Regions from separate parts of the Mus musculus genome. Here regions 1, 2, 4, 5, 6 and 7 are each linked to region 3. Evidence: chromatin contacts called from public Hi-C, HiChIP or PLAC-seq and promoter capture Hi-C data. All regions are on one chromosome and are shown on one strand. Each heading gives the region's core, a stretch centred on a gene start, on an enhancer-like site or on the middle of the called end of the contact. The rest is flanking DNA. Distances are from core to core; before and after follow the strand shown. Region 1 holds the start of Spns3 (spinster homolog 3). Region 2 holds the start of Ndel1 (nudE neurodevelopment protein 1 like 1). Region 3 holds the start of Spag7 (sperm associated antigen 7). Region 4 holds the start of Trp53 (transformation related protein 53). Region 5 holds the start of Kdm6b (KDM1 lysine (K)-specific demethylase 6B). Region 6 holds the start of Borcs6 (BLOC-1 related complex subunit 6). Region 7 holds the start of Per1 (period circadian clock 1).

Evidence for each region. Promoter capture Hi-C pulls out the DNA fragments that hold promoters and counts their contacts. A called contact is a pair of places that touch in the nucleus more often than the background predicts. HiChIP or PLAC-seq counts read pairs in DNA pulled down with a chosen protein or histone mark.
Region 1: a promoter capture Hi-C map of hippocampal neurons shows a contact between it and region 3, with 4 times the contacts expected there. The contact joins the promoter of Spns3 here to the promoter of Spag7 in region 3. A contact is called at or near these places in 2 of 39 promoter capture datasets (hippocampal neurons and pre-B cells).
Region 2: an H3K27ac HiChIP or PLAC-seq map of embryonic stem cells shows a contact between it and region 3, with 3 times the contacts expected there. The contact joins the promoter of Ndel1 here to the promoter of Spag7 in region 3. A contact is called at or near these places in 1 of 39 promoter capture datasets (liver), 1 of 115 datasets of contacts at active chromatin or transcription factors (embryonic stem cells) and 1 of 9 other capture datasets (liver).
Region 4: a promoter capture Hi-C map of liver shows a contact between it and region 3, with 8 times the contacts expected there. The contact joins the promoter of Trp53 here to the promoter of Spag7 in region 3. A contact is called at or near these places in 2 of 39 promoter capture datasets (liver and pre-B cells), 1 of 484 Hi-C or Micro-C datasets (B cells) and 2 of 115 datasets of contacts at active chromatin or transcription factors (microglia and pancreatic cancer cells).
Region 5: a promoter capture Hi-C map of liver shows a contact between it and region 3, with 2.1 times the contacts expected there. The contact joins the promoter of Kdm6b here to the promoter of Spag7 in region 3. A contact is called at or near these places in 5 of 39 promoter capture datasets (hippocampal neurons, liver, neutrophils and 1 more), 5 of 484 Hi-C or Micro-C datasets (B cells, CD4 T cells, CD8 T cells and 1 more) and 3 of 115 datasets of contacts at active chromatin or transcription factors (embryonic forebrain, embryonic stem cells and thymic regulatory T cells).
Region 6: a contact with region 3 is called in a Hi-C map of B cells, with 7 read pairs. The contact joins the promoter of Borcs6 here to the promoter of Spag7 in region 3. A contact is called at or near these places in 9 of 39 promoter capture datasets (the 3T3-L1 cell line, embryonic stem cells, erythroid cells and 5 more), 1 of 484 Hi-C or Micro-C datasets (B cells) and 4 of 115 datasets of contacts at active chromatin or transcription factors (astrocytes, embryonic hindbrain, kidney and 1 more).
Region 7: an H3K27ac HiChIP or PLAC-seq map of regulatory T cells shows a contact between it and region 3, with 11 times the contacts expected there. The contact joins the promoter of Per1 here to the promoter of Spag7 in region 3. A contact is called at or near these places in 3 of 39 promoter capture datasets (cranial neural crest, hippocampal neurons and neutrophils), 1 of 484 Hi-C or Micro-C datasets (B cells) and 5 of 115 datasets of contacts at active chromatin or transcription factors (bone marrow-derived dendritic cells, memory CD8 T cells, pro-B cells and 2 more).

The regions. Positions count from the first base shown.
Region 1 is chr11:72,548,338-72,552,334 of GRCm38.p6, forward strand. It overlaps Spns3 (spinster homolog 3), which reads right to left and starts at 1,909. Exons shown (of 12, transcript NM_029932.3): 1 at 1,661-1,909. The coding sequence starts at 1,871.
Region 2 is chr11:68,850,998-68,855,023 of GRCm38.p6, forward strand. Ndel1 (nudE neurodevelopment protein 1 like 1) reads right to left here and starts at 2,138. Exons shown (of 9, transcript NM_023668.3): 1 at 1,945-2,138.
Region 3 is chr11:70,667,248-70,670,919 of GRCm38.p6, forward strand. It overlaps Spag7 (sperm associated antigen 7), which reads right to left and starts at 2,169. Exons shown (of 7, transcript NM_172561.3): 1 at 1,950-2,169. The coding sequence starts at 2,034. It overlaps Camta2 (calmodulin binding transcription activator 2), which reads right to left. Exons shown (of 23, transcript NM_001190376.1): 20 at 3,644-3,664; 21 at 3,302-3,489; 22 at 3,099-3,173; 23 at 2,216-3,015. The coding sequence ends at 2,952.
Region 4 is chr11:69,577,936-69,581,872 of GRCm38.p6, forward strand. It overlaps Trp53 (transformation related protein 53), which reads left to right and starts at 2,424. Exons shown (of 11, transcript NM_011640.3): 1 at 2,424-2,580. It overlaps Wrap53 (WD repeat containing, antisense to Trp53), which reads right to left and starts at 1,314. Exons shown (of 10, transcript NM_144824.3): 1 at 735-1,314; 2 at 512-610. The coding sequence starts at 1,117.
Region 5 is chr11:69,414,614-69,418,351 of GRCm38.p6, forward strand. It overlaps Kdm6b (KDM1 lysine (K)-specific demethylase 6B), which reads right to left and starts at 1,581. Exons shown (of 24, transcript NM_001017426.2): 1 at 1,404-1,581. Gm51903 (a long non-coding RNA gene) reads left to right here and starts at 900. Exons shown (of 2, transcript XR_003949708.1): 1 at 900-1,171.
Region 6 is chr11:69,058,063-69,061,884 of GRCm38.p6, forward strand. Borcs6 (BLOC-1 related complex subunit 6) reads left to right here and starts at 1,713. Exons shown (of 1, transcript NM_028005.3): 1 at 1,713-3,514. The coding sequence starts at 1,736. The coding sequence ends at 2,818.
Region 7 is chr11:69,097,585-69,101,388 of GRCm38.p6, forward strand. Per1 (period circadian clock 1) reads left to right here and starts at 1,365. Exons shown (of 23, transcript NM_011065.5): 1 at 1,365-1,424; 2 at 2,925-3,332; 3 at 3,421-3,519; 4 at 3,612-3,766. The coding sequence starts at 3,058.

The DNA of each region.
Region 1 (3,997 bases), core at 659-3,158, 1.9 Mb after region 3:
CAGTGCTCCCACTCACAGTGCTCCCGCTCTCAGTATTCCTGCTCTCAGTACTCCTACTCTCAGTACTCCTGCTCTCAGTGCTCCTGCTCAAAGTACTCCTGATCTCAGTGCTCCTGCTCAGAGTGCTCCCACTCACAGTACTCCTGCTCTCAGTACTTTTGCTCTCAGTGTCTGCTCTCAGTACTTTTGCTCTCAGTGCTCCTGCTCTCAGTATTCCTGCTCTCAGTGCTCCTGCTCTCAGTACTCCCACTCTCAGTGCTCCCACTCACAGTGTTCCTGCTCTCAGTACTCTTGCTCTCAGTACTCCTACTCTCAGTACTCCCACTCTCAGTGTTCCCACCACAGTGTTCCTGCTCTCAGTACTTTTGCTCTCAGTGCTCCTGTTCTCAGTGCTCAAGCTGGAACAAGTGGATGATGAAAGAACAGCTAGGCATGCTGTCGCACCTGTAACCTCAGCACTTAGGAGACAGAGGGCAAGAGGATTGGGAGTTCAAGATCATTTTCAACTGCATAGTGAATTCAAAAGCAACCTGATCTTACTTAAGACCTTGTCTCAAAAACAAACAAACAAAGAAAAGAGGCTGGGTGGTTTCACCCCAGTAAGTGATCTGCAGCCTCTCCTGAATGGTCCCAAGCCAGAACAGGGCACAATGTGTGTGGGGGCAGCGGTGTGAGTGGGTGGATGGGACTGTGCTCTGCAGCAAAGGCGTTGGGTTCAGGATGGAGCTGCAGGCAAGGTTACGGAGGGCAGAGCAGCCCTCTACATCAGTTATTAGAGTGCTTATCCAGCATGCACAAAGACCCTGGGTTCAATCCCTAGAACTTCATAAAGCATTGTGGTGGCAAGCCTGTAATCCCGGCCCTAAGAAGGTGAAGGCAAGCATATCAGCAGTTCATGATTATTCTCAGTTACATAGCGAGTTTGAATCTAGCCTGAGCTCCATGAGGCCCTGCCTCAAAAAAGAAATGAAGGCTGACAAGATGGCTTAGCCTGTGAAGGCGCTTGCTGAACAAGCTTGGAAACCTTAGTTCAATATCTGAAGCTCAAATAAAAGTGAAGGAGCATGCACACACAGGCACACACACATACACACACATGTGTGCACGCACATGCATACACACTCTGTCTTTTTAAAGAAAGGGCTGAATATAAACTGATGAAGGAATGAATGGGTGACTAGATGAGAAAAGACAAGTGGAGCCCAGACACAAAGGAGTGCGTAAGTGAGAGACAGAACACAGAAGCAGGTTGTACCCTGTTTCCAATAAGAAGAAAGGCAAACTGTGCAAGGTAGGCCAGCAGCCGGCTGCCCCAGAAACAGTGCAGGCAGAGCCATTCTCACTTGGGAGCTTGGCCAAGCTGCTCTGCCCTCCGTAACCTTGCCTGCAGCTCCATCCTGAACGCAAGCAACGCCTTTGCTGCAGAGCACAGTCCCATCTACCCACTAACACCCCTGTCCCCACACACATTGTGCCCTGTTCTGGCTTGGAACCATTCAGGAGAGGCTGCAGACCACTTGCTGGGGTGAAACCACCAGAGCTGTGCTCCTAGAGAGGTACGAGGGCTTGGAAGAAGAAGGCCACCAAGGATACACAGTTGTGGGCTTTTAGAAGGGGGGTATCTGAAGATACTGCCCCACGCTACCCCTCCCATGCTCACCTGGGATGATGAACCAGTTCATGTAATTCAGAAGGTTGATGTAACAGAGAACAGCTGCAGCCAAGTAAGCTCTCCAGCGGGGCAGGCTCCAGGGGACGGGTGTGGAGGGAGGCAGACACGTACCTGAAGCCAAGGCCCCATACTGCCCACCTTGGCTCAGGCTCTGGCTCTGTGGCCCTCCTGTCTGAGGTTTGAGACACTCTGTGGACATCCCCTCAGCAGTGCTAACTGCAACTTCTCTGTCAGAACGGGTGCCGAACAAAGCTACATCAGCTTGCCACCAAGTCACTTCCTGTGGGCTCCCAGCCTCTCAACCTCAACAGGCTGCCCCTTTAACTGCCAGACACCTTATCATCGCAGGTTCCTGCTGAGCACAGCGCAGCCACACTGGTGGGATTTCATCACTCTAGGCCTCTTAGCCCTGCTGGGGTAAGACGCCATGCACTGGTGATTGGATAACTCTGTGGTCCCTCAATCTAGCCTATGGCTGCAGCAGGGGCAGTGAGGAAGAGACGCTCCTAGGACAGGAAATGAGAGGAGTGTCCCCAAGCCTTGCTCACTGCAAACTGCCCTGCCTGTGCAGAAGATGGGCCGTTAGCACAGCCATGAACCAGGTTAGATACAGGAGGGTAGGTGTTGACCAGGATGGTAAGGAAATTGCACAGAGGAACAAGATAACAGAGATATCTGAAGACATAGAGACAAGCTTATGTAAAACTAACCCATGGGGGCTGGCAAGATGGCTCAGCCTGTGAAAGTACCTGCCACCAGGCCTGCTTGACATATGTTTGATCCCCAGAGCCCATATGGTGGAAGGGGAGAACTGCACAAAGTTGTCTTCTGACCTCCAAACATAACATACACCAAGGCACACAAGTGCACGTGCAGGTACAGGAGTACTCTCTGCTCTGTCTCTGTCTGTCTGTCTGTCTGTCTGTCTGTCTGTCTCTGTCTCTCTCTCTCTCTCACACACACACACACACTTTCACTCACATCCATACAGACACAGAATAAATAAATTTTATCAACAAGGAATAAGTCTAGGGAGATGTTCTCAGGGGAGCTGTAGAAATTGATTGCCAGTTGCAAGGGTAGAAAAAGTACAAATACACAAAGCCATCAGTGATGGCCCACACCTGTAATTCCAGCACTTGGGAGGTGGAGCTAAGACTATCAGGAGTTCAAGTTCACCATCCCTAGCTACATGGTGAGTTTAAAGCCAGCCTGGGCTACATGAGACCCTATCTCAAAACAAAACAACATTAAAAAAGAGTAACCATACAGGCCAATGAGATGGCTCAGCAGGTAAAGGCACTTGCTGTGTAAGGCTGACAGCCCAAGTTCAATCCCAATCCCAGGTAAAGATGGAAACTAACTCCACAAAGTTGTCCTCTGATCTCTATACATGTGTCATGGTACATGTGTCTCCACACACATCATGCACACGCACACAATATATTTTAAAAGTATTTAACAGCCAGGCATAATGGTCCATGCCCTTAATTCCATTTAATTCCAGCACTTGGAAACATAGGCAGGCAACTGTCTGTGGCCAGCCTGATCATGATCCACAGACAGAGAGGTCCAAGTCAGTCCAGTCTATGTAGTGAGAAGACACTGTCTCAGAGCCAGGGGTGGGGGCTGGAGGGTGCTGTGGGGTGTTGGGCAGAGATCTGACAGTTATGTGCAACCACCGCCTTTGCCTGGCATCTGTACCGAAGGGGAAATGCACAGTGCCAGATGCCAGATGAATGGATAAAATTAGAGTACAGAAAGTAGATCAGGAAAAAACTTCACAGCTGTCCGATGCGCTCAGGTGCCAAGCATTAGTTATGTAAACAAATGCCCTTGATCTGAAGTGTCTGCGGGCTGCAGTGTCTACGATTTACTCTTTCAAGTGGTGCTGGAAAACATTAATAGATCCTAGAGTTAGTAAGCAAACAGGGGTGAAGGTTGAGGCACAGAAAGATGGCTCAGTGGGGTTAAGGGTGATTGCCACCAAGGCTGACTACCTGAGTTTAATTCCTGGGAACAACAAGATAGAAGCAGAGAACTGACTCCTGAAAGTTGTCTTCTGACCTCCACATGCATACACACGAAAATAATAAAAATAAAATACAAGCATGTAAAAATGTCAAGTAAAGCAAATGAGGCAAAACATTAGCAATAGATGAACCTAAGGCAAAAGTTAGATGGTGTTTCTGGTCTTATACTGTAATCTTTCTGTACGTTAAAATGATTTCTAAGTAAAAGTTAAGTCAGAAAATGACAACCCGGCTTTAAAATGTACAAAGCACTTGAGTAGATGCTTCTCTACAGATACACAAATGACCAACA
Region 2 (4,026 bases), core at 888-3,387, 1.8 Mb before region 3:
ATGTGCTACCCTTGCAGGTGATCTCAAAACTGTGTGTGTGGAGTTTGCCTCCAGGTACTCGGAGAGGCTCACTGTCGCTTGAGATTACGTAAGTGGGGAAAGTTAGCCAATGTCAAATCTTTCACTGATTTAAAAAGTGCTCAAATGGCATATCTACAATCTTCTACAGCTGCAAGGCTAGCAGACAAGGACTTTCTGCTCCTCTCCATCTTCCTTAATTCTAGGTCTCACATGGAGTGTGAGTGTACAATTACAACTTCTGCAGCAGACATGCTCACACTCTACGACCTTTAGATGTGAACAACTGACAATTAGCTCACTGAAACTTTAAACAGTTATCATCTAACAGAGCTTACTGGCAAAGATACTCTGTACAGCACTAAGAAAATTAATTTTACATGACTATTAACATATATGCAGAATGAAATAGGCCTTATTTCTCTCCCTTATGAAGTGCCTAGAAAGTAATTTTAACTTAAGTCCTCAATCCTCAAGTCTATTTTAGCATGGTTTAAAATACGCATGAAAATAAATTTTGTTGGTCTCATAAAAGCATGTTCAGGTCTATTTTTTATTTCAAATGCTCTGGATCCAACTTCAATTCAATTCAAAACCAAGGCACTGCAGATTTAGCAACTTCTTCTAAGATTAAGTTTGTCTCTAACTGGAGCTAAAGGTTTTCTTTGTTCTTTATGTATTCCTACTCTAAGATTTTAACAACAATTCAGAAGAGATACCCCCAACTGGGTGTCCTTTGGTCTCTTTTGACTCCTTAACTTAATGATGAGCTTTGCCCTCTCAGCTTTCTGATTTGGCAGACATTACCCTACCTCTTAAGTGCAGTGAAAGCAACATAATTTTCAGACTAACAACCAGCCACTCATGAGCAAGCTTCAGGATAAGATTTTTCTAGTAACTGAGCTTTTGGGGGTTTTTTGTTTGTTGTTGTTGTTTGGTTTGGGGTTTTTTTGGTTTTTTTGGTCAATTTACTCGAAAATAAATAAGTCATCTAGTAACTTCTGGTATTATCTTTAACAAGTCCAATGTTCAGTCCTCTTTCCGGCTGAAGAAGTTAAAAAAAAAAAATCTCATGAAAACAGAAACCAGAACCCTGAGCTTAGAAAGGTAAATTGTAACCCAAGCTAAACTTCTCACCAGTTAGTGGAACCCAAATAAAAATCACTCAGTTGCCCCAACCTCCTGTACCTAGGTTCAATTTCCCCATCCAGCAAAAAGTGACTTACAGTATCCGTCGCAAGTACAAACAGCAAATGTTCTAAAATGTTTACAAACGCTACAGGAATGGGCCCGGGTAATGAAAAGGACCCTCACTCGCCTTAAACTTAAAAGTGTTAGTCACCTCATCGTTTCTCAGAGAAAAATAAGAAGCGAATCCAAGCAACCGGGGTCGGTTGGTTAGTGAGACTTTCCCCAACTCCAAAGAGGATGATTAGCAGTTCGGGGCAGGCAGTCACGAGACTGCCAGTCTCTGCCAACGCGGGCTGCTCCTGCTCTCGCCTCCCGCATCTGGGGCGCTGGGAAATCAAGATCCTGCCCGGCTCCTAACCACCCCGGCAGCTCCAGGGAATCAAGGATGGGTGGAGCGAGAAGCTGGGCGCGCCTCCGCCACCCCAACTGGGCCACTCCTCGAGCCGTCAGCGCCTCAGCCCCCGGTGCCACGTCCCGGCCTCCGTCCCTCCTCTGGAAGCCCGGGACTCGCTCTCCCGCAGGTGCCCCCGGTGGGCCACACCTCCGCCAGTAAGGAGGGGACAGTTAAAGCGGTTGGAACAGTTGTCTCGGTACGGGCCGCCCCAGAACCCAAGCCCGGCCTGGCCCAGCGGGCTGAGCCCCAGCCCGGCGGCGGTCAGGCAGGCTCCCCCGGGGCAGGCCTCGGCGCTGCCCGCCTGGCTCGAACCCCAGAGGCTGCGTCGCACGGGAGCTCACCGCCAATGTGTCAAAAGCGCATGTTCGCCGCCGCTCGGCCGACGTCTCTGCTCCGCTGGCCTGGCCAGGCCCGCCCAGCCGCTCAGCTCTGCTCCCTTCCGCAGCCCTGAGCTCCACTCCGCGTATCCCCGCACCGGGCTCCTCCCCGACACGTCAGGGGCTCCCTGGGTGTCGGAGGCCATTCTGTGACGCACGGGGGCGGAGTCAAGAGCATGCGCAGAAGCAGGCTGGCGTGCGGGGCGGAGCGGTGGGAGGCCAGAGTCACGTGGAGCCGACCTAGGCTTTGCGCGCTGACGTGAGATCTGCGACAGCGTCCTGCGCAGGCGCCGCCCCGGACCCCCGAAGGAGGTGGGTTTTTTAGCCCTGTGCTGTCTCCGGAAGCTGTGCTGCGCAGGAGAGTAGTTCCCTAGGCTAAAATGGGAAGCCAGTATAAAGCCAGTATAGAGTACTAGCTCACGAAGGAGACAGGAGAAATACACAACTGTCCTGGAACTAGAAACTTAAATTTAAAAAAGGCATTTGGGGAACAACTATAGGAACTTTAGCTGTCTCATGCTCAATGTAATTGTTATTTCAGTGCTGTTGGGATTGGTTTTGAAGTTTGAAGACAAAACAACATAGCATAAGACATATGCTGAGCCTAAGAAAGACAAGGTGAGCCCACGTATACGGTTGGGAAAGGTCAATATAAACAAAAAACGGTGCGAGATGGATTTTTAAGGAGAACCCAAACTGATGAGCAGAGGAAGATTACTGGGGTCTAGAGCGTCTTGAACTACACTATGAAGGATATAGGGTTTTTAAAAAGAGATTATGAGTTCACTGTGCGGTTTGTCGCGCCCGTAGTTGTACCAGTCACTGGGGTGCATTGCTTTGTCACAGTAACCCCACGTCACTCTCATTTACAAGTAAGAAATAGCAAGATGAAGTTCCCCAAGGTCACTCACCTACAGCGCAAATTCAAACTCAGAAGCTACACTGTTATCCACTACTACGCTGACAAGAAGGGAAACATAGGCTAGACCGTGGGGCTAAAGTGCCTTCCATACACTACTGTTAACCATCAACAACATTTGAAGCTGGAATCATTAGATCTATATTGTAACATAAGACTCAAAAAAAAAAAAAAAAAAGGTCTGCTTTACAGGCCAGTGGCCTGGAACAGCTTTGAAACTCAGTCTGGCTTCCCTACCTGAAACTCTGCTCAATCTAATCAGACTTAAGGCAGAGAAGTGATTAATGAAGGCTTTCCTATAGACCCGGTGCCAAGACAGGAACCGTCCCACCCAAACAGGAAAAGATAAAAAGGCCACAGCTTCTGTCCTGCCTCCTGGCTGAGGTGCTAAGAAACACACTGAGTCACCTAATGGCTGGCCAGGCCCTTCAGAAAACAGTGACATCATCTCCCAGGCTGCTGCCCCTCCCATTTGCTCTGCCCCTAGGACTGGCATCATCCCCTTCTTAATGAATGGGCTTAGCTTGGCAGAGCCCTCAGAAGCCAAAGGCCCTGCTCTGATCTTCGTTGGCCCAGAGGCTGGAATAGTACCCTAGAGTCAGCAAACTGCCCGACCTCCTTCCATTACACCAAATCCATGGGAAATAAATCAGTAAAGAAGATGACAGTCTCAAAAGGAAGCACAAGTTATAAAACTAGCATTGTAAGAGAAGAAAAGGTGAGAGCTGCTGTACCCTTCAAACTTTGTAAAGCATTCCAGGGCACTTCCCATAGGTTCCAGTACAAGGTCCTTTTTGGACTGACCCAGAAAGTTCAATGTAACAATCTCTGAGAACACGTGTAAATATCCCAACATCTTCTCTGCTACAAAATGCAAGAAACAGATCAAGTTCCACCCTTCCGATGGGTAAAGGGTGATCAGCTACTAAAAGAGAGATCTGGGTCCAAACTCCAGCTAGTGAGAATGCTGGACTTTGGCCCATCCCATACTCAAAAAAGGCAATTATTTTAGCTAAGGTTCTACTGCTGCAATGAAACACCATGACCGAAAAGCAAGTTGTTGAGGAAAGGGTTTATTCAGCTTCCACTTCCATATCACTGTTCAACACCAAAGGAAGTCAGGATAG
Region 3 (3,672 bases), core at 919-3,418:
GGTTACAGGCAGTTGTAAGGAACCTGATGTGGAGTCTGCAAATCTAACTCAGGTTCCCAGGAAGAGCAGTCTGTCCTCTTAACCGTGAGCCATCTCTCCAGCCCGCTCAGCTACTTTTAACCTGGTTCCTTATCCTGCCTGTCGCTTCCCATGGTAGGGGGTTGCTGCCTCTTGTGATTGGGCACACATCTTCCTCCTGTTCCTCAGCTTCAAATGTCCCTTCCCCTTTCTTTTGGTGTTTCAAAATCCAAGCTTGCTTCTTCCACAGGACTGAGTCCCCAAAGTGGCACTGAATTCTTCCTGTTTTCTAGTCACTCCATGCTTCTGCACGTGCTCCTTCTCTCTGGAATGCTCTTCCTCCTCTCACAGCAAACACTGAATCCTCACCGTGAGTCAAGACTTCCTCTACGCTCTAAGCACATTCACTGCTAAAGACGTGGGGTTTTTTGTTTTGTTTTTCCCCCTGTCTCCCTTACCAGGCTATGAGCTGCTGGAGGGTTGACCCTGCTCACCTGTCCAGTTAGACGTCAGAGTCCAAGACCTGACAAACTAGAAGCTCTCGTCTGTCTGACTTCACTATCTTGGCCTTTCATTGTGTTCTGATTGCTTTTCCAGTGTTTTCTGCATCTTGGGAGGTAGCATAAGAACACTGAGGCTACGAGCTCACATCTGGGTTCCAAATTCAGCTTAGTAACCTGAGACCCGAGGCAAGTGGCTAAAGCCTCCTATTCTGACGGCTGATGGGAGCACACCTATTACTCAGCTGAACATTAAGTAACTCTAACTCCTGTTTCCTATTAAGCTCTGCTTTCCCATAGCTTTCGAACAGACTGCACTCCCTTTACTGAGTTACCTATTCTTTGTTGCTCGGCTCATTTCAGACAAGCCTGGGACTCCCAATTAATCTTTCCTACACATGTATATTAATTGGTTATTAAAATTCCGTATGATCATTAATAAACGTCCCAGACATGGTCTATAATCTCCTTGATGAGCATCTTTGGCTTCACAAGTTTTGTAAATAAGGGAGTACAGATATTTAACAGTCTTTGAACATTCTGAAAGCATCCTGTCTTGCCTCCTTTGAGCAGATGGGTAGTAGGTGCGGGTAGGAGACTTATCCACGACCAAGGCTCACGTGGTTGGGAGCTGGATGCACCTAAGGCTATCCTTTCTATAAAGTCCTTCACATGCGCTCCAAGCCAATACAGGGCAGGCCACTTCGGGCCGCACCCTACCCTGGCTGCCAAACCCCAGCGAGCTTTCTGGTTAGCTACTCAGCGCGGGGGCTGGGAAGGAGAGATGGCGAATCGGAGCCTGCGGGGCATTCTCATCTCTCCAATCAACATCACGATCTAGTTGGGCAGCACAGGAATTTAAGGCTATAGTTAGGAAAGGGCGGTGGAAGGTATGAGGGACTGGGTCAACTCAAGAAGGGGCATAAAGATAGGAGGATCCAGCCAACCAATGGGAGGAGCTGAGGCTGAGGTCGGTCAGAAAAGGTAACACTTTAAAGGTAGAGCTTTTGGCTGAGCTAGCCAATAGAGGGGAACAGACGGGTGGATGGGCGTGCCCTAAACTCAATCGTAATAGAACTGGAGATTCGCGGGACCGAGGCGATGGATACGACATCCTCCAATCGGAAGAAAGGCATCCTACTAATCAGAGCTCACCAACAGCAGACAGGCAGGCCCGTTGACCAATCGCAAACAAGGACTGTAAAAGGCGAGGATAGGAAGAAGAGACTGGAGGTAGAAGGCAGGCTGAGGTAGCCAATCATTGTTTGCAAAAGACAGCGGGCGGGCCGACAGGCCTTTTAGGGACTCTGAGGGTCTCAGAAGTGGCCTGTGGGGGGTCTGTTAGGGTAGGAGGTGGCATTATTCAAAGAGGGAAGAGTGTGGTCCCAAGAATCGGGCGAAGATACGCGGTTGTGAATCTGGGATCCTCACCTCGGGCCTTGCGCCGACTCTCCTGGTCACCGAGGCTGGGTGGTTTCTCCATGGAGCTCAGGATGGAGCCCAGTAGGTCCGCCATCTTGGGAATGAGTGAGAGGGGGCGGTGCGTCTTAAAGGGAAGGACGAAATGCCTTTAAGGCCGGAAACACGTCGGAAGCGAAAAACCGCGCTGCTCCGCCCCGCTTAAGGCAGCGAGATGAGGCCGGCGACTTGCGTGGCGACCTTCCTACCCCGCCCCCAGCAGAGAGAGGCCGGAGGCTAGCTGGTGCAGAGACGTTTAATGGCAATTCGTATAAACCAAGCCCATGCACAAGTAGAAAGTGCTCGTGGAGCCAGCCGGGGGCTCCCGCCGCGCCAGGGAATCAGACGCCCGGCCGCGCAGCGCCTTAAATAGATTCTTCACTATACTCTGTATGTTACAGTTATGTACACACCCCTCCCCACGGGAGCGGGACTCCGCCTCGCGATCCTATGTACACCCCCTCCTCTTTGGCCCCTACGTGGGCGACCAGAGAGTCAGGGTGATGGGGAAGACAGGGCCAGGAAAGGAGGAAACAGACGCAAACATGCGGAGTCAAGGTGGGGGCAGTCACCCCTGAAACACGAGGGCGCGCGCAGCGAAGGCAGCGGTGGGGACCGAGGCGGATACATTCATCAGAGACTCTCGAACAAATAAATAAGGCAAGTCAGGAAGGTCCGAGTCAGGTGCAGGCAGGAACGGGGATATGGAGAAGGTGCAGGCAGGGCTCCGGAGGTCACAGCTGAAGATGCAGATATGTGGGGCGTGGGTCTTCTGGAGCCGGAGACCAAAAGAGGAGGCACAACCAGAAGGGAGGAAACGTGTAAGGCCTGGGGGCGGGGGTTCTACGAAGGGCTCCCAAAAAGGTGAAGGGGTGAAGAGCTGCCGACAGGGGGCTCCCCTAGTCCCGAAAGCCCTCTCCTTGTTTAGACAGCCAGAAGGGGCTCCCAGGGTTTTGAAGAAAGGCGTTGGAGAGGTCAGGTGGCCAGTCCTGGCTGGGGCAGCCCCTCCAGCTCCTGGTTCTGCTTCAGTTCCCTCATTCTGCGGAGAGACAGAGCCAAGTCAGAGGAGACTGATGGATCAGAAAAGGTGTCAGGGCAGAGAGGTAAGGATGGGGTTAGAACCTGTGTCGGCAGCGCCGCAGGAACCTCATTATTTTCCGGGCTGCCTGGTCTTGCTTCTTGGTGAGAAAGGTGCCCCTGGTGGGAAAGAAGAGTCCCCACTTTAAGACCATTGTAGGGAAAGGCTGGAGGGCCGATAGAGGTAGTGGGCATTAACAAAGAGGTAAACTGAGGGCTGTATAGGGGCAGGAAGGGGTGGTCCCTACTTGTTTCGAGCAGGAAGGGGGCCTGAGGGCCGGTGAGGAGGCCCCGGCCTGCGGCGGTAGGAGCGGTAGTGCTGCTGGATAAGCACCGCTGCTCGGCGGCTCTGCTGAAACCGCTTCTGTTCATAGTAGCTTCGGAACTTGCTCTGAATCAGGATGGCCGCCTGAGTCATTTTCTTATAGAGTGCAAACTGCAGGGAAGGAGAGGGGGGACAGGAGCTGAAATGGAGAGACAGAAATCCAAACCTCTGAAGGTCACCCTTCAATTAGGCTGATGTAGAGCCCGTTCTCTGACCCACCCACGGCTGAATCAGACTACTCACACCCAGATCTCATGCCTAATACCTTAAGTGCAATCCAGGTCAGCTTGTGGA
Region 4 (3,937 bases), core at 1,174-3,673, 1.1 Mb before region 3:
GGGCAACTTGACCCTATCTCAAAATAAAGCAAAAAAGGACCAGGATGCTGGCCACTCTGAGGTAAATCCACAATACGATACACGGCAGTACGCATCCACAGGGGAAGGGCAGGGAAAACCTTAACCTCGGTATCACCCGTAGTCTATTGCTCCCTAGCAACTTCTAGAAACCCTGGGGTTGATTTTAGCTTTTGTTTTGTTTTGCTTTCCCTCAAGACAGATTCTCTAAGTAGCCCTGGCTGTCCTAGAACTGGACCCATGGTCCATGTTTGCCTGGAACTCACACATCTGCCTGCTTCTTCCCCCAGAGTGCTGAGATTAAAGGCATGCGCCCAACTTTGTTACTGTTTTTATTTTAAGACAGGGTCTCACTCTGTGGACAAACCAGGCCTCCATTTCCCAACAGTTGAGATTACAAGACTGTCGTCCCACCGAAAGGGGCCAAGTATGTGTGGTTAAGTTTTAAGGGGAAACTCCTGAAGATGGCCATCTCCTTGCCCATCGTACTTACCACTTGCAACCTTTCAAGAAGTTCTCGGAGCGGGTGCTGAACTCGGACCAGGAACCACTGAGGTATCGGGGTACCTGCGAGAAGCTGTAGGTCCAAAAGCTGGAAAGGAGATGGAGAAACAGCAAACGTGGGTCGTCAGAGCAAAATGGAAATAAAATGGTGCTGAGGACCGGTGGCTGTCGTTCTCACAGGTCCAGGCTCCTCAGATTCCAGTGTCACTTACGTGTCCCCCTCATCCACTTCAGCGCGTTCCTCAGACACACCTTCCGTGGCTTCTCCTGACTCCAACTCGGGGAGATTCGTTTCTTCTCCGGGAAGACTCGCATGTTCAGAAACATCTTGCTCCTCGATTCCAGGACTCAACTCACTGGAAGTATTAAATTCTACTTCCAGAGGTACAGAGTCCCCTTGTTGAAGCTCCTGGGACACAACCAAGCTAGCCACGGGATCTGTGGCTAGCTGGGGTTGGTCATCACCACCGCATGGCGGAGGCACCGGTTCAAAGTCTGTATTTTTCTCCGCTGGGGAACCTTGGGGTACCGGAGCTGGGGCCAGGTCAGGAGGGAGGCTATCCGGAGCTAAGAGTCGCTCCTCCGACGTCTTCATTCTGTAGAGTAAGCCCCCGGAAGGCAGAGGTCGGGCAAGTCTCGCTGAGCCGGCTACCAGCTGCCGAGGCTAGAGTGCATTACCGTTCCCAGGGATGCTCAGAGACCGGAGTCCGCTTTCCTCTTCCGGAAAATGTAAGCCGAACCTAAAGCAATCACCAGGGAACGAGTGTCCAAAGCCAAGCGCCTAGGGTCGCTAGGCGCCGCCAGGGCTTCTTGCTCTCGCGGGAGTCGGGCCACCTTCCGATAGGCTCTCCGCATCCTCCTCCGATTCCGAGCGGGAAGGCGGGAAGGAACGACTTTGCCTACACCTCAAGCGCTGGAGAATTCCTAGAGGTTTCTGGGAGTTGTAGTCTGAACTCTGGGCCTTGGCGAAAACTACACGAGCGCCCCCTACCGTCCCCTGGGGGTAATTCTTAAAGCGCCTATCCTCCCTGGCCTGCAGAGGGCGCATAATTTCTACAGTTTTTGCCCCTCTTGACTATCTTGTTTTGAATCCCGTAACCTCAGGTTTCCTTTCTCCCCATCTCTCCCCCCTTCTTGTTCCTCTCTTTCCCTTTCTCCCCCGCCCTCCCTTCATTCATTCGACATTTATTATCAAGTTCTTACTGCCTAACCCAGGACTATACAAGGCATTGGGAAAAAAATAGCAATGTTTTCTAGTTCTTAATCTCCATAAAGTTTTCGTTGCTGTGCAATTAAAGGCTGTGAAAACAGTCTTTACAGAGAGTGATAAGGACTGTACAGGAAATTAAACACGGTGGTGCGATACCAAGTATCTCGGAGAACACGTTAGATTGAGATACTATGAAAAGCCTTTCTAAAGTGACATTTTAGCTAATGAGGGGAAAAAGAACTTAGGGGCCCGTGTTGGTTCATCCCTGTACTTGGAAGGCCTAAAGCAGGAAGACGGCCGCGAATTCCAGGCCAGCCTTGGCTACAAAGACTCTGTCTTAAAAATCCAAAAAGATGGCTATGACTATCTAGCTGGATAGGAAAGAGCACAGAGCTCAGAACAGTGGCGGTCCACTTACGATAAAAACTTAATTCTTTCCACTCTTTATACTTGACACAGAGGCAGGAGTCCTCCGAATCGGTTTCCACCCATTTTGCCCTCACAGCTCTATATCTTAGACGACTTTTCACAAAGCGTTCCTGCTGAGGGCAACATCTCAGGGAGAATCCTGACTCTGCAAGTCCCCGCCTCCATTTCTTGCCCTCAACCCACGGAAGGACTTGCCCTTACTTGTTATGGCGACTATCCAGCTTTGTGCCAGGAGTCTCGCGGGGGTTGCTGGGATTGGGACTTTCCCCTCCCACGTGCTCACCCTGGCTAAAGTTCTGTAGCTTCAGTTCATTGGGACCATCCTGGCTGTAGGTAGCGACTACAGTTAGGGGGCACCTAGCATTCAGGCCCTCATCCTCCTCCTTCCCAGCAGGGTGTCACGCTTCTCCGAAGACTGGGTAAGTAATTGATGAGCGTGACGAGACCTCTCGGTCACTGGCTCTCTCCGTTTGCATCCATAAAACTAGAGAAAACCGTGGGGTTTGGGGGTGGGGCAGTGGGGGGACTCAGCGCGATGGAGATGGGCGGAATGGAAGCTTGGCGGGCGGGATGAACGGGAGTGTATATGTCAGATGCTGTAGTGAGGGTAGCTGATGATGATGATGTTAGGACCGACGAGCCTCACTGTCATGCACCTGCAAAGTAGAGCATATAGGGACCACTGAGATGGCCTAAGGGGTTTTCTCTCCGCTACGCGTTGTACACACTTATCTGCCCGCTGCTAGGTGATGGAAGCTCCGGAAATAACATGCACAAAGCACCAGGATTTAAGATTTTTCGAGATTCATAGCTTAAGACTTAAGACCCCCCATAGCATCCTAATGAAACCCTGGGTTCCGTTCCTGGATGAGATCGGGGTGATCCGGGGAGCCTTAGCTGCTAAGGTCCCGCAACTTCCGGACCTTTGTCCCTGGAGTGATTTCTTTTTTTTTCCAGCCGCTTCTCGACCCTGCTAGATGAAGAAAATCCAAGAAAAGCCTGAAGCACTAGCGGTGCTAGCCAGAAGTATTTGCCCTCGGGGCCCGACTCAGCCTCTTGGTCTGAAAGGCCCGCCGGCCCTGTTATTGTTTGGCTCCTTTACGTTTCTGCCGCTTGCAGGAGCATTTCCGGTTTCTTGTTTTCGGAGCAGATCACTGCTCGCCCGGCGACGGGGGAGTAGCGAAAGGGGAGAAATGGATTCTAGGCTGGTTCTGTGGTTTGAGGAGGAAAACTGCTGTCCTCGACATCTTATTTTTCTGGATTACTTGGTTATTGCTTTTGCAAAGGAGGAGGTGTTTATTTAAAAGAGTGCGCCGATAGGTCGTTTCTTCCTGCCGGAAAAGCAAATTACCGAGTATCCGGTTTTAGGGTGAGCCATTCCCTTGCTTAACGCATTCCGCGCGTCCTGAAAGCGGAAGGGGCGGGCTTGGGCCCCGGGCGCCCGGCGGTCCTAAGTGCAGTCAGCCCGCACCATCCGGTTCTTCCCAGCGGGAGGTGGCGGGACTCTGCCTGGGCGTGGGCTATGCCTGTCCCCGCCACTTCAATTTTTAGAACAGGTCATTTCATTACAGTTTCTTATCGCGCACCAGACATCGTGCGTGCCTTTTTTTCTTTTGTAAAAATACTATTTCCACACTGCACTTGGATCGGGAAGTAAATTTTTTTGTCCATCTGAAGATTTAGTTTCGGTCTAAAGAATAAATGATAGGTAGACCGGGAGGCGGGGGGACTTTGTTTTCGTGGCTTCAGCTGTAAAGCCGTAAGGAAGACTAGATC
Region 5 (3,738 bases), core at 331-2,830, 1.3 Mb before region 3:
CCTAAGCAAGGCCCTTAAGGAACAGTGGTCAGCAGCGAGCTGAGAAAACTGGATTGGCTAGGACCTTCTGGAGAAAAGATGCTAGAGGCTGGACCCTTCTGGACAGGGAAGCAAATTCAGGACTAAGGTGCTTACCCAGCAGTTGATAGAATTTGTGGCTACGGGGTAGGCTAGCCTATAGAGGGGGGGAGGGTTGCAGGCCAGACCAAGGGGGTCAGAAGGGTATGTGATGGGTGTCTGGACACCAGAGTGGGGGAGGGCCAACAGCCATTTAAAGGGCCAACCTCAGAACTTTAATCCCTTACCAGCCTTGGCCCCAAGCAGGAGGCTGTAATTCATCTGCCCAACAGCTGGGGTGGGGGTGGGGGGGCATGTGCATGAGGAGGAGGGGCTGGGGCCTTCTTGTGCAAAGAACCAAACAACAAAAGGGGAAGCTGAAGGGGCCAGCTCTAAAGTACCCAGGTCACCCTACTGACCTGCGGATCTGCCAGTGGCCCCCACCTGGTTCTGGCCCACAGGTTCTGTAGTTCAGACTCACAGATTCTTGGTCATGGAGTCAAAGGGCTCACCCATGGGGTTCTGAAGAAAGCCTAGACTGAGCACCCTCAGGGCAGGCTGTCAACCCCTTCTTGCACTTTTCCAGCCACAGTAACTGGACTGGAGACCTGAGGCCCAGTCCCAGACAGCCTCAAATGCCCTGCTCACCAGCCAAGCCTCTGTAGACATAGCCTGCCAGCTCCCCCTCCTGCCAGCACAGGGTGGCAGTGGCCACACCAAGGCTGTCCCTTTAAATCATTTCCACCCCTGACGGTGTGGACAAACCAAGGGCCCTGCCCCCCAGGCAGGCAGCTTGCCACCACCCCACCCCCTAACCCCCAGATATGTAAGGGCCATTTAAAGGGACATCAGAGAGGCAGCCTGGTCTCTAACAAATCCCCACCCCCTCCTCACACACTCACTGTCCCTGTCTCCAGCAACACACAGCCCCCCTGCCTCTCCATCAGGCCCCAAATTCCGGTTTTCTCTCACCCCTAGAGACTGCTACGAGGAGAATGGGGCAAGGGAGACTGGGGGGAGCCATTAAAGAATAAGGACTCCCTCCTTCCTCAGAGCCCCATGAGACTGGTCGGAAGAAGCCAGCCTAAGAAACATTGAGACAGAACCCCAAAAGGTGCCTCGGGCAGAACAGGGGAGCACACACTGTGGGGTGGGGGGAAGGGAGTCAGGCTGCACGAGACGGAGGGTGGCGGAGCCAGCAGGCGACAAGCCCAACTCGCAGAAATGGAACAAGGAGGGCTGGGGGGGAAAGGCAAGGCCCGGGAAATCGGGGAGACGGAAAGGGGTCGTCCGGGAGGGTGTGGAAGAAAATCAGACAGGGGGAGGGAGAGCCAGGCCAGGGTTACCTGCTGGGTGTCTGTCCCCCGGCGGTGCCCCCAGAGTCCGGGTAGGGAGGGGGAAGCAGCAGGGGGGGGAGTGGGGGCTGGGGGGCGGGGGAGACGGTCCCTCCTCTGCCTCCTGGGCCTGCCCCGGCGCTTGCAGCCTCTGCCTCCCTCCCTCCTCCTCCCCGTCCCTGAGTCCCGGAGTCAAACAAAGAACTGTAGCAGGCTCTCCCCAACCCCCTCCCTCCCTCCTCCTCCTCCTCGTCCTCCTCCTCCTCCTCCACCTCCTCCTCCTCCCCTCCCTCCCCACCAGCAGGCTCCCTCCTCCTCCCTTCCGGTCTCTTCCTTTAACTACCCGCTCCCCCAGCCTCCCCCCACTAGTCTCTCTCCACCCACCCACCCACCCCAACCTTTTACACACCCCTTTAGCCTAGCCATGTCCCCGCTAGGGAAACTGTGGAGTCCCTTTGCAAAATGAAAGGCTCCAGAGAGCAACATGGGAGGGAACCAGAGTATCGCTTGAAAATCACAAGCTACAACGTAATTATTTTAACAGCCAAAGGAATATAGTCTTAGCTATTTTTTTTTAAGGAGGGGAAAAATAAACCTAAAGAAAGCAATACAAATCTGGCTAAAGCCCACATCAAATAAGGTACATAAAGTAGTCGATGCTAATCCCTGACACCCCCCCCCCACACACACACACACACACAACACACACTCCAGGTAGCAGAATTCTCCACTCTTTAACCAATCCCCTGTGAGGGCTACTTTAGAAACAGGTCCACCCACTATAATAACTAACAACATTTAATAATATGTATTTTCTGATACTCATTCGGTATTAATTTTATACCAACCACTGTGCTAAATGCTTTGCATAAATTATTTCACTGCCCCCTCCCATCAGCTAGAAGGTAGGTATTGATATTTAAATGTCCCAGATTGCAGATAGGAGGTTCTGCAAGGTTGTGACTTTTCCCGAGTCCCATTTAGTGGCAGAGCTGGGGTTAGAATCCAGGTTTGAGCCGACAATCCACATTCTTAGGCACAAGAAAGGAGACTCTGTAATACCATCACCAACTCCAAGATTTAACAGAGGGCAGCCATAACTATCACTGGACTTCTCTCTCAAAAGTGGGCAATACCAGAAGCTGATCCACCTACCTACACAGATAAAGACCTTGACTTTTCAGCCTAACTCTTTCTCCTCAGTTTGGTAAGAGGAGGTGACGGGAGTCGCAGGGATGGGCTGGTGTGTATACCCACATACAGCTCCTCTCTTAGGGGCAGCTGTCTTGCAACTACACCCACTTCAGCTCAAGCTGGGAAAGGGGCAACCTGACACTGGGCCATGCAGCAGGTGGGAAACTAAAAAGACTTCAGGAGACACTTCCAAGGGCGCGCGGGAGGGAGTACGGGGGGTGGTAGTGGTAGTGGGGACTGGAGAGGAAGTTTTTCCATGGCAATCTAGGAAAAAGAAGGGGGGGGAAGACCCAGAATTCTCTCAAGCCAGCAAAGGGGCAAAGTCTTTCAGGCCACACCACACCCGCGCCCCTCCCCCTTCACGAAACTCCAGGCCAGGGTTTCCCACCTGCAGGATGCTAATGCCAAGGGAAAGGAAAGGAGAAAGAGATGGCACGGGACTGGAACGGGACTCTGGGCAGAGGTGGGAGGGAATGGAAAGGGGAGGAGATCGCATTGCCTGGCAACCGTCCCGGGGCACGTGCACTGGTGACATCATCCCAGGCCACCTCGAACACAGACCTTTGACTCCTACCAGGGCGAAGAAGCTGCTAGCTGGCTAAATTTCCTGAGAAAATAGCTTTAGGAATTCTGGGAACCCAAAAAGGAGACGAAGGAGGGAACCCAGGCGTCCTGCTTTTATCTCTGTTAACCCCAGCAGAACCAATCCTAGGGAATCCGGTCATTCGCCTGCCTCCTCCTCTCAGCCTCCAGCCTTGACCTCCCAACCCACATTTCTGACTGTCCCGACACGCCCCTCGGAAATACTGTGCCTTCTTTCTTCTGGGCTTGATCCCGGGTTAGGGGCGGGAGACTAAGGGACGGGGCACCAACCAAGTCCCGCGGGACTCCGTCTGCTATCTGCAGGATCCCTTGTGCCCCAGCTGGCCGCCAGCCGGAATCTGTCTGGGTCCCCAACTCTCCCGCCCCTCCCGCGCCGTTCCAGGGCGGAGTCTGTGGAGTTGAAATCAGGACACGCGGAGAGGAAGAGTTATATAACCCTCTGGAGAAGCAGAAAAGGACGAGTGGAGACGGGGACAGCCCGAAAGGAGCCAAGGGAGGTGTAAAGAACGCCAGAGCGTGCGAGGAGGAAATGTTAAGGAAGGGAAGAGGA
Region 6 (3,822 bases), core at 463-2,962, 1.6 Mb before region 3:
ACACCTTTGGCATGAAGAAGAGGAGGAGAAAGTAATTATAGTAGCAGTAGTAATAGTAGTAGAAAACAAAAGACTTGCAAAAGATGGCTTCTTTTGAAGGAAAAAGAGCTCAAGAAACGAGCAAGGAACACAAGAATAAAGACAGGGCTGGGCATGGTGCCGCACGCCTTTAATCCCAGCACTTGGGAGGCAGAGGCAGGCGAATTTCTGAGTTTGAAGCCAGCCTGGTCTACAAAGGCCCAGGGCTACACAGAGAAACCCTGTCTCGAAAAACAAACAAACAAACAAAACAAAACAAATTTAAAAAAGAATAAAGACAGGGTGAAGGGATGCAAAAAAAAAAAAAAAAAAACAGGAAGATTCTGCAATTACTAGCCACAGTGATTGTGCACACTTTCCACACAGGATTCAGTTTCAAAAACAGGAACAGGTGTCCTTCTGCCTTTAACCCCAGCCAGAACTTGGGAGGCAGAAGCAGAAAGATCTCTGTGATGTGAGTTTGAGGGCAGCCTGGTCTACAAAGCTACTTCCAGGACAGCCGGGGGTATACAAAGATTCTAAACCAAGGAAGAATATTAATTCATTGTTTTGCTAACTAGAAGGGTCCCAGAGCTTTGGCTGTGTTGCAGTTGACGACTTTTCTACCATTTGATTCCTGTCCCACGGCCCTTGGAAAGACTCTCCATCTGTTACAGAAACCACAGTGCCCTGGGAATGTGGCCCGGGGGTCCTGAATCTTCGATCTGGATGTTGTTAATCCTCTCCCTTCTCATTTATTTTAGCCCTGGTGTCTTCTCTCTGTCCTTCCCCCACACTCCGTACCCCAGCGTTTCTTGTTTATATCAAACCTCTTTGCCTCTGAGGTTTCCTCCCTCTGTCAGCAAGCTGAGTTGATGCCCTTGATAGTTCCCATCAGAGACCTTTCCCGACCGAGGCCTCATCTAACTAGTCCTTCTTACTCTCAATCACAGCCCTTTATTTTCCCGAGCGTGCTTATCAAAACGTCTGATTCTTTCACCTATGGAATATTTTCTCTTGTGACAACAAACAAACAAACAACCCTCAATATTATCCTCCAATGAGAGAAATGCTCTACGCAGAGGGGACAGGAGGCCGAAGAGTGACAAAAGCACAGGAAAGTCCACGACCTGCAATTCCCCTGCACAGTGAGTCACTCTGGGCGCTTCAACGATCAGTCTGTCAATGTTTCAAGGATGGAACCAATCAGCCCCGTTCCGCTGGGAATTCCGGCTTTCTCTCTCTTGGCGCTGCTGTTTTTCTTTCTCGGTTTTCTAGCTCGGTTCGGTCCAACCCTGAGCATCCAAGAACCCCTAGAGCTTCCAAAAACGATCCCCGGTGGAGTGCGACTGCTCGGCGGTAATTCCGGACGACACCACCGTGGACATAGAGCCTAAGCTCCGCCCCGGTGGGACTCCGGCGCTCCGGGGCTCGGGTCTTTTAAGACCCGCCCCCTCAACTTTCCGAAGGGGCGGGGCCCCGCGCACAGCTGTCACCCCGGAGCTGCCACCCGACTGGCTTTCACTTGTGTTCTGCAGTTCAATAACAGCCCTCCTCCCGGAACTTCCTGGGGTGGCGACCAATCACAGAGCTCTTCCTGTCCGGACCATTATCATCCGGCTGCCAATCGGCGCGCCTCCGCCAACGCCCCTTAAAGGCGCCGCCGCTGACCGGGGAGCCCGGCGGACGACTCGCGGTTCCGGCCCCCACCCTCAGTATGGAGGCCGCCCAGGGGCGGCTCGGGCCGGAGCCGGAGCTTTCGGTCGGAGCTGAGCACCAGGCCGCGACTTTCAGCGGCAGGCCGTCCCGAACGCCCTCGAAGCCGCCCTCAGTCCGGACGCTGTCCGGGGAGGAAGAGGCTGAGAGCGTTGGGGTCTCGAGCCGTCATCCCCGAGCGTCCCCAAAGACTTGGAGCGGCAGCATCGCCCATGGGCCGGAGCTGGACACTTGGGAGGACAAGCCGAGCTCCCGGGCGACGCCGTCAGGGGCCCGGGGACGCCGGGGGGTGCCAGGTTCCGAGCACGCCCCGCCCCCGTCCTCCTGGTACCCGGAGCCGGAGCCCAGCGAGGATCAGCCCTCCGCTCTGAGGGTCTGCCGTCGAGGGAGCCCCGGAGGCGTCGAGATGAATGTGGAGCTGCCGCAGCAAGAGGGTGACGACGACGACGACGAGGACGAAGAGGCGGCGGCGGGTAGGGCTGGCCGCTCCTTCCCCAGCCGCCTTCAGGACAGCCGCAGCCTGGACGGGCTGAGTGGGGCGTGCGGTGGAGGGGGGTCTTCATCCAGTGGCGAGACCGGCGCGGGCGGAGGACGTCGCGCCACTATCTCCAGCCCCCTAGAGCTGGAGGGCACGGTGAGCCGCCACGGCGACCTTACTCACTTTGTGGCCAACAACCTACAACTCAAGATCCGACTGAGTGGCGCCCCACCACCCGTTCCCCCTGCCTCTGTGCGGCCCTGCCTAACGCCCGCACCCACCCCCACCATCCCTCCCATCGACCCGGACGTGCTGAGGGATCTGGAGCGGCTGAGTCGCGAGCTGGGCGGCCGGGTAGACCGTCTGCTTCGCGGGCTGGGTGGTGCGGTGCAAGAGCTGACAGCGTTGAGTGTGGGCTGTATCCAGACCTACCGCGACGCGGTGGACTCCTTAGGTGAAGCCGTGGACATGAGCATTAAGGGCATGTACACCTTACTTGCGCGCTGCGAGGAGCTGGAACGGGCTTTGCAACCGGTTCAGGGGCTGGCACGCCAAGTCCGAGATATCCGACGCACGCTGGAGGTGTTGGAGGCCCTATGCAAGTGACCAGGAGCATAGAGGAGAGACCATGCGTAACCTGGCCAGACCAGGGTCCAGTAGGACCCTCAGGATTCTTCAAAGAGCCCTGGTGGAAACTGCTTGCTGAGGGGATGCCTGTACGTTAGAGGTTCTTCCACAAGCGTTTAGGAGGCCTGTGCCCATTCTAAGCCTATGGAGTGTGAATGGGGAAGTTGTGAGGATTCTCCTGGTGAAAAGGGATGTAGCTCTGCTTTTATTCAGTTGGCCATCTATAGCTACCCTGTTCTTCCTGACCCTTCTCCCTAAGCTAGAACACCGTCCATGGGAATACAGGCCCTTAGATCTCTGCTGGAGGGTGGGGCAGACACGAATGTGTGATCAGAGAGACCTCAGCCCCGCTGCGGCTATCCGGATCCCAATGGTCACACACCTCAAGTGCCAGGGGCTTTAGGAACTTGAGCGGTTCTTGCCCACACACCATGCGAGGGTGAGGGCGCAACATCTGCATAACCTCCCGCTTCTTTCCTCTGGTCCCCTAAAATGCCACGGGGTGGAGGAGCACATTTCATGATGGAGGGAGAGCGGTGGGGGGCACGGGGGAGTGTCTCACTGCTCTCAGGGTTCCGGTCGAATTGTTACTGGTTTTGAAGCCCACCTGTTGTGGAGTATTCTAATTAATTTTGGCTTTCTGAGTTTTTGTGGAATTAAAGTGCTGCTGCTGCTAAGGCTGAGCCTGTTTTTTTGTGTGGGGTCGAAGGGGTTGAAGAAGCCAAAGGAATGGGAATGAAGGCCCCTGTGGCTCCAGAGCTCCCGGGAGTGGGAACTGGGAGTGTGGGGGAGGAAGTCTTAAGTTAGATGGAGGAGATGCGTCAGAGCTGAGGGAGATCATAAAGGGCCCGAAGAGCCACTAAAGCAGAAACACGAGCAAGGGTCTTGAGGGGAAAGGGCTTCTCTGCTCCCGATGGATAGATAGACACTGGGCAGATTGGTTGTCTTGGTTATAGAGGAAATATAGAGAAATATAAACTCTT
Region 7 (3,804 bases), core at 115-2,614, 1.6 Mb before region 3:
TATAACAGGTCTGTGTCCCAGCATTTCTATAGAACCTTGTCTCGCCCGCCTCCTCTAAGGGAAACACCATTGTTAAGGAAAGCTTTAGCCACGTGACAGTGAGGGGCGTGCACTTAACAGCTGATTATGTCAGCCGCTGCGTGTTGGCCTCTTCACTTGCCACCTACGTTTGCAGGGAAGCCTGAGAACTACTCAGCCCAGGCCTAGGGAAGGGGACTCTGTCACTGTAGCTCTCCTGGACCCAGACTGGCATGTTGTCCCCCCCTCCCCAAAATCGAGTCTCTATTCTCTTTTTATGAATCAATGCTCTACTTTTCTTTTGAAAACATAATTTGTTGCCTCCTCTCCTGAGGCTCTCTCTCCCCTACCTATCCTTAATAGAAACAGAGCCATCCTGTTTACCGAGCATCTACTGTCAGTCCTGACGCTGAGACGTACTTACCTTACTGCTGAGAATACAGTAAATGAGACAGATGGGCTTGCTGCTGGGTTCATGAACCTTGGCTTTTGTATTCTAAGCAGCAGGAATAAAAAGCCCAATAAAAAGCCCTTGCCACCCAGCCACCCATCCTTTTTCTGCCTACTGCTGCAACTGCCCTCTCTGCTGCCCCTTTTGTAGTACTGGCTTCCTGGTCCCCACTTTTGGGGCAGCCCTAAATGTGGGTGGCTGCATCCTCTGCAGAGGCAGCACTAGTCACCAAGTAGGCTTCCTGGAGACCTTTTCTCTGATTGGCTAGTGAAGCACCTGCTTTTGTTTCCTTTCACAGTAGCCATTGGCTTTCCCTGTCCTTTCCGTTTGTCCGTATCCTTCCATCACCCACTCACCCCTTAACGACACGTGGGCCCTCAATTGCCCTTCTCTCAGGATCTGAAGGGTCAGAGGAAAGGGTTGGATTCTTTATAACAAGGCTGGGGAGAGGCCAGGGAATGTCAGTCTAGGTTTTTCTCTCTCCCACTTCCCTTGGGTAGCAGACATTTCATTCACCCGGCACCAGGACAGGTGTCTTGTTCTGCCAAGCTGGTCAGTTTAGGAAGTAGGTTTCTCTTGAGCACTTCCTGTGGCCCAGGTATCCTCCCTGAAAAGGGGTAGTTTCCCTCCCTCACTTCCCTTTCATTATTGACGGTGTGAGACATCCTGATCGCATTGGCTGACTGAGCGGTGTCTGAGGCCCTTCAGCCCAGCACCAGCACCCAAGTCCACGTGCAGGGATGTGTGTGACACAGCCCTGACCTCAGTGGGGGCCAGTAGCCAATCAGATGCCAGGAAGAGATCCTTAGCCAACCGGGGGCGGGGCCTGCGGCTCTTCGGGCAGAAGGCCAATGAGGGGCAGGGCCTGGCATTATGCAACCCGCCTCCCAGCCTCGCGGAGCTTCTGGGTTGCGGGCCGAAACGGCAAGCGGATGGAGGGCGCTCGAACGGCCAGGTAGGGATCCCTGCTGCAATCCTAGGGTTAGTCTTTGTCCCGGAGCTTGGCCGCCACTACTTCCAACGTGATGGGTCGCTTTCAGCTCTCAGAGAGCAAAACAATAATCTGCCTTTCCTGTCACTATCCACCCTTCCCCGCCCCTGGGCCCTAGGTGTTCAACTCAACCCGTCACGGGTTGTCTGCGTTTGTTATTCGTTCACCTAATCTCCTCCTCTGCTCCTCCAGAGCAGCCATCCTGAACCTAAGAGACCTTTAGCGAACACGACCCCTTTACACATTGCTCGACACTCGGGAGTCCATGGGTTTGCCCTAGCCCAAAGACCCCCTTCAGGCTTCTGCGCTCCCTGTCTTCCTCCCTCCAATTCCTGGCCTCGTGCCGGTCGTGATGTCAACCGCTTCAGGCTGGAACATCCTGTTCTCAGCGCTAGTTCTTGCTGTTGGCCACAGCCTTCCTTCCCTTTTCTCCTGGCGCTCAGAAAATACTTGGGATGGGGGTGTGGTTAGACAGGGAGTAGAGGAAAAACTATATATGCTGGTTGTTGTGTGTCCCCTATCTATGTGGTAGTAGGGTTAACTAGAAAAGTAAGGGACGAAGGAAGATGCCTGAGTCGTTGCCTATGGCAAGTGGTAACTCCAGTCCTGGTGTTTGGGAGTGGGCAGGGGCTTGAGAAAGAAAAGCAGTGTCTTGATCAGAATAATGTTCGAGGCAAGAGCGAGGATGGGGGCGTTTCCACAAAGAGCAGAGGCCGAGTGGGGAAGCTAGGACTTGCTCCTGGAGTTCCTCTAGTTTGTTACTCTTCACATGGCTCCTAGGCTCTTTGGGCCCTGGGAATTTGTTATGGTGGGTGTTCTTCTCCTCCCCGCTGCCCTGAACCTTGTTAGCCAGTATGAGGGTGTGTTGGCCAGTATAGGACTGGGTCTGTTTCCCACTTCCACGAAGATGGGGATTGGGGGAGGAGTCGTTCCTGCCCTCCTGTGGTCCCTCCAGCAACCGCTGAGCTCAGCGGCTGACGTCGGTTTCCCTGGCGACCGCGGCTGTGGCGGAAGCGCGTGGTGGGGCCAGGCACATCGGCGCGCATGTGCAGCGGGGGTGGCACCGCCCCCGGATAAAATTAGCCCGGAAGCCTAAATATAGGAGGCGATCAGCTCACCCCCTGCTCCGAGGCCTCAGAGTCCCAGACCAGGTGGGGACCTGATGAGAATTTGGGCATAGGAAACCTGCAAGCTTTGACCCTCAGCTACTGTTCTAGTCGATTGTTCAGGCTGTACTCATTCCACACTGGCAAGGGGTGTAAGAGATGGCCTACGAGAGCTGCCTTTCTACCTGTGGTATCCTTAGGTCCCCCTAAGGAAATAGAACATATTTCTATTGCAAGCCCCAGGCCTGAGTCACAACAGTGAGGGGCAGGCAGAGGAAGGACTGGGTGTAGCCAGCAGATGCTGTGGGGTTAATAGCTCAGCTTTTGCTAAACATTCCTTTTTGGTTTCTTTTTCTAGGTGTCGTGATTAAATTAGTCAGCCCTCAGAGACAGGCGTCCTACCTCCTTTATCCAGACCTCAAAAGCCCCGTTGTGCACCCGTGGTGGCTTCTTCACCTTCCCTGTTTCGTCCTCCACTGTATGGCCCAGACATGAGTGGTCCCCTAGAAGGGGCCGATGGGGGAGGAGACCCCAGGCCCGGAGAACCTTTTTGTCCTGGAGGAGTCCCATCCCCTGGGGCCCCGCAGCACCGGCCTTGTCCAGGCCCCAGCCTGGCTGATGACACTGATGCAAACAGCAATGGCTCAAGTGGCAATGAGTCCAACGGACCCGAGTCCAGGGGCGCATCTCAGCGGAGTTCTCATAGTTCCTCTTCTGGCAATGGCAAGGACTCAGCTCTGCTGGAGACCACTGAGAGCAGCAAGAGGTGTGTACGAGTGTATGTGTGTGTATGATGGCATGATGCTGCTGACCACGTGGCCCTCCCTCACCTTAGCCTGTTCCTTCTTTTCTAGTACAAACTCACAGAGCCCATCCCCACCCAGCAGCTCCATTGCCTACAGCCTCCTGAGTGCGAGCTCAGAGCAGGACAACCCATCTACCAGTGGCTGCAGGTGTGTAGGCTGAGGGCTGAGGGAGATGCCTGGGGGCCGGGCCAGACTTCGGGGCTAATATCTTTACCCCTTCATTCCTGTGGGTCCTGCAGCAGTGAACAGTCAGCTCGAGCCAGGACCCAGAAAGAACTCATGACTGCACTTCGGGAGCTCAAACTTCGACTGCCACCAGAGCGTCGGGGCAAGGGCCGCTCTGGGACCTTGGCCACACTGCAGTACGCTCTGGCCTGTGTCAAGCAGGTTCAGGGTGAGTGAGTTGTGCTTCCTGGCAGGGTCTGGCCAGGA